Linked DNA regions of Neogale vison: region 1 is linked to region 2. The links are chromatin contacts, called in public Hi-C maps. All regions are on one chromosome and are shown on one strand. The core of a region is the stretch at or near the end of the contact, and the rest is flanking DNA. Distances in the headings are between cores, read along the strand shown.

Region 1 (4,908 bases), core at 643-3,142, 170 kb after region 2:
AATATTTCCCGTTCAAGTAAGATACTATGGTATTTATGATGTATGTTAAGTAAAACGCCAGTGGGTGTCTAATGTGTGTTAATCAAATATTGTAATATATTAATGATTAATTAATTAATAATTAATATTAATTATTATTCTTCCCTCAGAATATTTCTGCAATGACACATATGAGTAATGACAAGTTGGATAGAAGCTAAAATAGCTGATCTCCACTGAGATTTGTTGTTTATTTTTAAAGATTTTATTTTTAAATAATTTCTACACCCAACGTGGGTCTCGAACTCACAATCCCCAAGATCAAGAGTCACATGCTCTACTGAATGAGCCACCCAGGCACCCAATATTTTGTTTTGCTACTAAATAAGTTATAAATCATCTTTTGGTTTCACAGCTTTCTGGAATCTGAAAAAGCAGTTAAGAGGCCATGAACCTATAATATCTACCTCTACAGTTGTGGGGAGGTTTAAGTAAGTTATATGTAAAGCATTTAGTATAGCCTGGCACATAGCATTGGCAAGTGCAGTCTTAACCATATTATGTAGTAGACTTTAAAAAAAGAACTCTGCTCAGCCATCTCTCTCTCCCTCTCCACTACGCATACATCCTTGATCTGGTTTCTTCTCTCTCCGACAAGTCATACAACCTGTCCTCACACAGGAAGGGAGTTGTGGGTCCTGCCAGAGAATAGCAAATGACCTGCGAGAATCCACTGGCCCAGTTGTTGCCAGCTCCTCCTCCATGCTCCGACAGGTAGATGTTCTCTGGGTTGTAGAGCTTCGCATAGGGGGAGTTGAGGATGGAGTGGATCACCCGGGGCTCCAAGTCCAGCAGCACCGCCCTGGGGATGTAGTGCTCATCGTCTGCCTGCCAAGGGGCATCCAGCAAGGGGGCACAATCAGCTAAGGCCCAGCCCTCCATCCTCCCAGTTCTGGCTCCTGCCTGCCCTCCCTCCTCAAGCCTCCCGCCCTGGTTCCTCTGCCCAGCGGGTCTCCCGGTACCAGGCCCCTGCCCTTCCCTCAGAACCCCTGGCCAAGTCGCTGGGGGCACCTGGTAGAAAAAGACGTCCTTGCGGTCAGTGCCCTCGGTGGCGAACTCCTCCACGATGCCCTCGGGGCTGATACCATGCTCGGCGCACAGCTGTTTCCAGAACTCGAACCCAACTGGGGGAGGCGGGCGGACGGGGGAGAAAGAGGGTATCTGGGTCTGGGCAGATTCCAGCTAGGAACTGAGGGACTGAGCGTCTGGGTCTGAAGGCAGGAAGTCAAGCTTCGGGAGTCTCCCATGTAGGAGAAAAGGCTGTATGCCAGCGACTGGGAGAGGAGGGCCCCTCGGGGTTGGGCAACTGGACACTGGGTCAGGCATGTCCCGCCTTCGGAAAACTACGATTCTGGGAAGGGCAGATGGAATCCAGGATCACACAGCGAGATCCCACAGAATCTAAGGAACCTAAGTAGTGGAGGGGCCGGAGGTTCGCTCACTCTGATTGCCGCACTGGCCCAACTGTAGGGTGATGATTTCCCTCGGCATCGCTCCTCAGGCACCGGCGCTGCACACGCTCCCGCCAGCCAAGCCGCGGCTCTCAAGCCGCTAGCCGCACGACGCAGGCGCCAAACAACCTGTTCCTCCCACAAACTTTCTCTGCTCCAATGAGAACTGAGTTCTGGCGATGGCAGGTCCTTATTCATTCGGCTTCAGTCGAGCAGACTGCGCGTGCGCAGCTCCGGGTCGCGCTCTGCGCCTGGGCGCGGAGGTCGTACTTTGATGTAGTGTTCTTTCCTCTGGGTGGACGGGAGCTAGAGCCCGCGCGCAGGCGCACTGTGGAAAACGCGGCCTCCCCCGCCGAATCGCGCATCTGCGCAGTTGGTGTTTATTGTGACCGTCGGGCCGCGGCCCCGGATGTTGTGGCTGCCGGGGGGGAGATGGCGGAGGCAGAGGGGGTGGCCGCGGCCCCAGGCCCAGCCTCGGGGCCGACTTTCAGGGGCCGCCGCGCTCTGTCAGGCTCCTGGGAGCGAGACCAGCAGGTTGAGGCGGCGCAGCGGGCCCTGGTGGAGGTGCTGGGGCCTTACGAGCCTCTGCTGAGCCGGGTGCAGGCAGCCCTGGTGTGGGAGCGGCCAGCCAGGAGCGCCCTGTGGTGCCTGGGGCTGAACGCGGCTTTCTGGTGAGAGAACTGGGCCCTCGGAAACCCTTCCAGGCGCGAATTCGTCAGGTTTTTCTAGGGCTCTACCTCTCGCCTCTCCTGTTTTCTTCGCTGCATTGGCTCCTTACAGTAGCTGTCTAATTTTGCCTCGTCTCCTTCCACTCCATTCCGCCTGCAGGCTTTGCACCGCAGTTCTCCCTAGGGCCTTCCAGTTATCGTCCCTGCTTTACTTGTCCCGCAGCTTCACCCCGTACATATGGCAGGAGCTTCTGGTAACATCTTGAGCCGCTCGCAGTGAGCGAGGGCGCCTCATTTTGGCTAGGGAAAGCTGTGTCACTTAAGGCTATCACTTCCCGTCTCTTGTTTGCTCAAATGTGGTTTGAAGACCACCCCCCGAGCTCTGATTTTAGTAGTTGTTACTGGGGGTAGATGCGTGAGACTTGAGATGTTGCAAAGGTATCCATAGGTGTGATAGAATAAGAGTGATCTGAATTAGAATTAGCACGTTAGGTGTTCTTTCTCCTGCTCAAGGAAGTTTGTGAAGTCTGAGCGTCAGTGAGAGCCTCCAAAGCTGCAAGTTGAAAGAAAATTAAAAGCTTTTGAAGAACAGTTATGAAATAGTGATAGTGAGGTTTCACCCGTTTCAAAGCCACTTATGATTGCAACTCCTCCCAAAGAATTAGAGATCCATCCTTAGGCATGGTTTATAGGCAGGGAAATTGAGGATGCCTAAGAGCGTGTGTGAGTTTTCCTCAGCTGGAGAAGTGAGACTGTGTATGTGCTCTAAGAGTCTGTGTATCATGCTATGTGAAATGGAACTGCTGCTTCTTGGTTGTCGTGACCTAAGGTGGACATAGGTCTTCATACAATCTGCTGAGCATACTTCGGAATTATTCATAACTAAGAAAGGATTATCCACCAAATTCCAAGGGAACTGCAGTATTGGGGAGGGGGTCTACAGCTGAATGAAAAACCTATTCTGGATAAGTCTGAAATGGAACATTTCCAAAGAAAATATGTCTTGTTTTGTTTTTAAGATTTTATTTATTTGACACACACACACAGAGAGAGAGAGAGAGACAGCAAGAGCAGGAACACAAGCAGAGGGAGTGGGAGAGGGAGAAGCAGGCTTCCCAGTGAGCAGGGAGCCCAATGTGGGGCTCGATCCCAGGACCCTGAGGTCAAGACCTGAGCAGAACGCAGACGCTTAACGACTGAGACACCCAGGCATCCCAGACAGCAATATGTTTTTGCTGAAAATACTTTTTTCTCTTAAAATTCTTGGTCTTAAAACCAGCACATTTATTATTTTTTGTCTGAAAGATTTTTAGTGAACTGGAGCACAATTTCAAATTCTTTGACAGAAAGATACAATGTTCAGCTATTACTCCTCACAGTTTGAAGAAGACTCAGATTAAAGGTGTTGCAGCAGTCTCTGACATTAGTTGCTTCCAGAGACTTAAGCAAACTTGGTGATAAAGTTTTCCTACAGCATTCTTCATTTATTTTTGGTAGTGCTTCTTTGATCCCCAGGTACTTACTTCTTTTCCTGTTCTAACTCTGTCAGAAACCTTTAACTGTAGCACCATTGGTCAAGAGCATTTTCTGAAATGATCTTCTCTTCCTTTCCCCACCTTCCCCGTCACAGCCCTAAACCCCAAACCATCCAGTCAGAACTTCATTTTTTACCACTGAGATTGTCCTCCTGGGGAAAAAAAAGTTGGTCCTCATTAAACCAGTTTGGATCCAAGTATGATTGGCTGATACATAAAAACTCCATCAGGATTTAAATGAATAATGAAACCAAGGGTGTGTTAATACAAATGAATCAGTAGCACGTCTGTTGTTATTTCTCAGGGGACTTTCCCTGTGCCTCTTGCATGAGAAACTTTAGAAGTAGGTTGTGGAGTTGAGATCTGAACATGGCTGCTCCTACTGTTGGAGTTAGCTTTAATTTTGGCCCTCAGCAGTGTATGCTCAAGTTTACTAATAGGCTAAGTTTAGAATCGCACTCAGCTCCTGTTTTCTTACATCTTCCTCTCTTAAAGCCTTGTGATTGGTCTTTATCTCTGCCATTTCCTGGTAGCTTGCCTACTGTGTATCCAGAACGTGGTTACTTGTTACATTCCCATCCCTCTCCATAATGTAGGTGAGGAGCTACAGCAGAAGGAAGGTGTGACTGGAGACTCCGGTACTTTATGGAGAGAGGACTCATACCCATGAAGGTTACAGAGTGACAGCTAAGGTAGCTTGGTATGGCAATTCACAGGATTGTTGTTTTAGGAAATGAGCCCCCTTGGGAGGCATTTGGAGGTTCAAATTGAAGACTAGACTTAACATTCTAGTAACATCATATTTTATATATGTATCGACATTTCAGTTAGTAACTGTTTAGTTCTCAGACTTTATAAATGTTTTAGAAAATGTAAGAGGATCATTGGCGTTTTTTTCTTTTTTTGTTCTGAATAATGATACGTCATTAACTGAGATGTTTTATACATTTTGAGGTATTAGAAGATATAATGGGAGTATAAAAAAACAGAGTTCAGGTAGGTAGCTCTTAACTTTCATTGATATGCATTCTCACTCGGTTTTTCTGTGCCTGTGAATGTGCCCTCATATCTTAATTAAAACCAGCAACAACAACACCAAAAAGAAAGAGATGTATAGCCTTGCTATATAGTATTTCAGGGCTTTCATTCACGTTTTGTTCTGTTTTCTTTTTCCCTTCAGATTCCAGAGCAATTATAGCTATTAGGTCAGAAATC
Region 2 (4,772 bases), core at 1,370-3,869:
GGCCTCTTCACACTCATCCAACCTTCGCTTCTTGTAAGTGGGCTACGGATAGAGACAGGAATTAGCCTGCTCTTCACACCCATATCCCCATCACAAGTTTCCCTTTGGGTAACTTTGCCCCACAGGTTGTTTTAATTTATACACAATTTTCTAAGCACATACAGGGCTTTAAGGATAGATTCTTGCCACAAAGCAACTTACACTCTAGTTGAATATGTCAACTGACATATTAAGCACTTGGGGGGAGGGGATACTATAAACAACAGGAAAAATGAACCAGTCAATGCAGGGTGAGTATCATTAAGGGAATATGTACACATCTTCTGGTTCCACAAACAAGCACAATATTCAATCAACAAACATGTGCTTAGCACCTGTTATGTACCAGATATAGAACTAGGTGCTGGGGATACAAAGTTGATTACGACAGCTTCTGCTTTCCACAATTGCAAGCTCTATCAATGAGACAGTAACTCAAACAACAATACAGTGTTATCACTGTTATTATAAAACGTGGTCATGTAACTGACAAGCACTAGGTGCTAAAAAGATACCTAACAAAGACAGGGACTACAGTCCAATACACAATAAAAACTGCTCATTCTGTAACAATACTCAAGACACTGACACGGGGGCACACAAGGGACTTAGTTGTTAAGCGTCTGCCTTTGGCTCAGATCATGATCCTAGGGTCCTGGGATCAAGCCCTGCATTGGGCTCTCTGCTTGGCAGGAAGCCTGCTTTTCCCTCTTCCACTCCCCCCACTTGTACTCCCTCTCTCACTGTATCTCTCTCTGTCAAATAAATAAATAAAATCTTTAAAGAAAAAAGAAAAATAAGACACTGACATAGGTGAGAAAAATCTTGCTTAGAGCCACAGGGACAGACCAGACAACCTGAGGGAACCTGCAGCTATCAGTCTTATGTGGCACTCACTCTAGGACAGAGTAGCATCAGGTTATACACTTCATGCTATAAATGAAAATCAGGGTCTAAAAGTGGTATACTGGAATCAGCACGTCTGTAAGAGCCCTCATTCCTAGATCCTAATCCCACTGTTTCCTCTGTACATATTCAAATTGACTAGGAAGAGAATAGAGAACTACTGCTTCAGAATACAAAGAAAAACGCAGGACACTCACACCGTCCAGTCCATCATGGCTATTGGTGAGAAGAATGGGGTCAGGGACTGGGAGATTCATGTCTGAGTGGATCTGAGTTAGGTCATGGATGTTTAGGATTGGTTCCTGAAAGAGAGACACCCACCCCCAAAACAACATTAGTCTTTTCAAAATGAACAAAGAAGTATTTCATTTGAAGGGCAAGAAATAGTGTTTTACTGTACAAAACAAAATAGAATCAACACATGATTTCTCCCATTTGACAGAAAGACCAGAGCCAAAAAAAAGGGGGGGGGTGGTTTAAAGAAAAGAAAAGGGTCTCTCTCACCTTCAAAAAACTATCGAGTTCTAACAACTTCTTTGGGAAAAAATTTGCCACCAAGTCTTCTGCCTGAAGATGAAGGAAAATACACTTCAATTAGTAACTGCGGGAAGGTCTCTCTCTATAGATCTCTTCTCTGGGAAATTCCGAACTATCAACCAACACTTATTTTTCTATTTATTGCACTCACCTCACTTGTGATCCGCTCCCTGAAAGAATCAACCTAAAATTAACAAAGAGAGCAATTCAGTAACAGCAAGTCAGCACCTGGCAACAGGGGTACCAGCAGGATAGGAAAGCCCAAATCCAGCTGTCTTCCCCTCACCTTATAATTGTAATGAGAAGCTGAGAGGCCCCCAGACTGTAAATACTTTATCTTTTTGAGGATCCATTTCTCCATCTCAGGAGAGGGAAGCGGGGCTTGGGAGTAGCACCCACCTGTCTTCCCTCTCACCCTCCCTCCCTGAGTCTGAAGCTGTCTGAATTTGAGAGCAAACAAAAGGCAGGTAGACAGGGGAGATATGAGCTCACAAACGTGCCAAGCCCCCATCCAGACCTAGCCTTTGATACCAAGCAGGTCTGACACCAAGGGTAGGGGCAGAGAGAGTAGCAGTAGCATCCGGAGGCGGGGACGTTGCTGAGCTGGGGGACTTCCAGCTGTCACTGGCCTAAAGTGCTGCGTCCACCACGTGTCTGCGGAGGTCTCACCGGGGCTCTCCACCACCAGACGTGGTTCAGAAGGCCACCCTATAATATCCTCTCCCCCGATGCCATCTCCGGGAGTGGGGGGCTGGGCTAAGCTGAGCGGAAGCTCAGAGCTGGTGTCCCCAGGGAGACAAAGACGCCATGGGGAGTGGGAAGCCGGTCAGACTGCTTGGGGATCGAAGCGAGGGGTCAGGAGGCCCGGACCGGTGCCGCTACCTTGAGCTTCACTTCCTGATCCACCTTCAGCAACGAGGCCATGGCCGGGCCGGGCCGTGTCCGCTCCACAGGAGACCGGAGGCGCTGTGGGCTCCGGGGAGGGGATCAGAGGGACGGGAAGAATCTCGGCTGTTCTAGGGACGCGGCCGCCCTCGCTGGCTCACTCACTGCTCGCTCGCTCGCTCCCTCCCTCGGTGCCGTCCGCCCGCCCGCCTGCTGCCTGCTGCCTGCTCGCTCTCTCGCTCGCCCTCCCGGCTTTCGCCGCTCACGCCGGAAGTTACGTCACAGCCAATCGCCGGGACTCCGGAGAAGCGCACGTGCCCTGCGCAGCCGCGCTAGGGTCTAGCACTGGGCGCTTGGGGCCGGACTCGTATCCCCTGGCTTCCTGTGCGGGGTAAGGGTGAAGTGGGAGGGAGGGTGACAGAAGGTGGTTTGCTGAAAACTGAGCATTAGAGAGACTCGAATACTGTTTGACCTTCTATTAGGTCGGCGCTTGCCCTTGCCGGGGGGAACCTTCTGAACCGCTGCCGCCTCGGGGACTGGAGGACCACGCCGTCGCGCCCCAGTGACGTCGGTCCAAGGAAGCCGGCGGTCCCGGCGCGGGACTCGGGGGGTTCTAGTCTGTGATTTTTGCTGCCTCCTCCCGTCGGCCGAAGCCCTAGTGTTAGGCTGGAGCCAAACAGAAGTCAAATCCTGTGGTACCAGGCTTCCCCACCTTTCTCCGCCACTTACTCTCATACACTTCGAGACCTCAGGGATTAGCTTAGCTGCCTGATGGGCAAATTGACACCCAGAGTGGGGCACTGCTAGTCCAAGGCTGCATAGTATTTCCAGTAAACCTGGACCATAACCCCGATCTCCTGACTTACAGGACGATGCCATATTCTATTTTCCTAATAAGAGGCAGAGACCATAGCTCTTCATTCATCCATTCATTCGGTCTCTTAACACTGGTTATTTCGCGCAATAAAATAGGGGCAGGACCCTGTACTAGGCCCTGGAACAGCATTGTCCCAGAGACTAGAAATACGCGAGGCACTTATGTGAGTAAAAATTATCTAGTAGTCACGTTAAAAGGCAAAACAGGTGAAAATAATTTTAATCATAAATTTAACCCGGTTTATCCAAACATTAAATTTTCGATATGTGATCAATATAAAAATATGGATGAGATCTTACACATTCTTTTCTCAAGCCAAGTCTTTGAAATCAAGTATGGATTTTACACTTATTGTCTCTCTCGATTCAGAGATTCCACATGTGGCTAGTGACTCCTGAATTGAAAAGCACATCTCAGGCACATGGGTGGCTCAGCCGGTTAAGCCTCTACCTTCGGCTGGGGTCATGATCCCAGGGTACTGGGGTTGAGTCCTGCATCAGACTCCTTGCTTAGCGGGGAGTCTGCTTCTCTCTCTGCCTCCGCCTCTTCCCCCTGCTTTGAGAGAGTGCTCGCTCTCTCAAAATAAACAAATAAAATCTTAAAAAAAAAAATAGAGGGGCGCCTGGGTGGCTCAGTGGTTTAAGCCTCTGCCTTCAGCTCAGGTCATGATCTCAGGGTCCTGGGATCGAGCCCCACATCGGGCTCTCTGCTCAGCGGGGAGCATGCTTCCCCCTCTCTCTGCCTGCCTTCTGCCTACTTGTGATCTCTCTCTGTCTATCAAATAAATAGATTAAAAAAAATAGAAAAGCGCATCTCAGGGAAGTCAAAAGTTAAACAAGACTCAAGTTCTCTGGCCACCTGGGTCTTAATACTGGCGAAAGACAGCAGAAAATAACCTGACAACATTACTGCAAAATTTGAGGAATGTTAGGAAATGACTAAGGTAGAGAACACCAGGGGTCTATTTTATATATTTTTTAAGATTTTATTTATTTATTTGAATAATAAATAAATTATTTTTTTAAAAAATAAAATTTTTTATTAAAAAATTTTTTTTATTTTTTATAAAATAAAAATTTATAAAATTTTTATAATATTATAAAAATTATAATATTTTTACATTATAAAAATATAAAGGGGGGGAAGCAGGCTCCCCCCTGAGCAGAGAGCCCAATGCGGGGCTGGATCCCAGGACCCTGAGACAGAGGCTCAACTCACTGAGCCACCCAGGCGTCCCTTTGAATTAAGTAAGAAGGCAGGTTGTCTAATCTACATTTTGGAGTCATTCTTTCTGCTCAGCATTTATCCTGAGAAGGCCTCTGAGCTAAGCACAAGGAAAATGGCAGGAATACACAATTAAATAAAGTGCCATTGGGGCACCTGGGTGGCTCAGTGGGTTAAGGCCTCTGCCTTCAGCTCAGGTCATAATCCCAGTGTCCTGGGATCGAGCCCCGAATTGGTCTCTCTGCTCAGCAGGGAGCCTGCTTCCCTTCCTCTATCTCTCTCTCTCTGCCCGCCTCTCTGCCTA

Evidence for each region. Hi-C and Micro-C count contacts between places; a contact is called where the count stands out from the background.
Region 1: a Hi-C map of muscle shows a contact between it and region 2, with 5 times the contacts expected there. The contact joins the promoter of RETREG3 here to the promoter of PSME3 in region 2. A contact is called at or near these places in 2 of 3 Hi-C or Micro-C datasets (fibroblasts and muscle).

The regions. Positions count from the first base shown.
Region 1 is chr5:19,838,891-19,843,798 of ASM_NN_V1, forward strand. It overlaps RETREG3 (reticulophagy regulator 3), which reads left to right and starts at 1,893. Exons shown (of 9, transcript XM_044247878.1): 1 at 1,893-2,161. The coding sequence starts at 1,923. LOC122906184 (tubulin gamma-1 chain) reads right to left here and starts at 1,579. Exons shown (of 11, transcript XM_044247877.1): 1 at 1,482-1,579; 2 at 1,051-1,163; 3 at 700-867. The coding sequence starts at 1,530.
Region 2 is chr5:19,668,955-19,673,726 of ASM_NN_V1, forward strand. It overlaps PSME3 (proteasome activator complex subunit 3), which reads right to left and starts at 2,620. Exons shown (of 11, transcript XM_044247855.1): 1 at 2,365-2,620; 2 at 1,634-1,666; 3 at 1,450-1,512; 4 at 1,143-1,247; 5 at 1-42. The coding sequence starts at 2,406.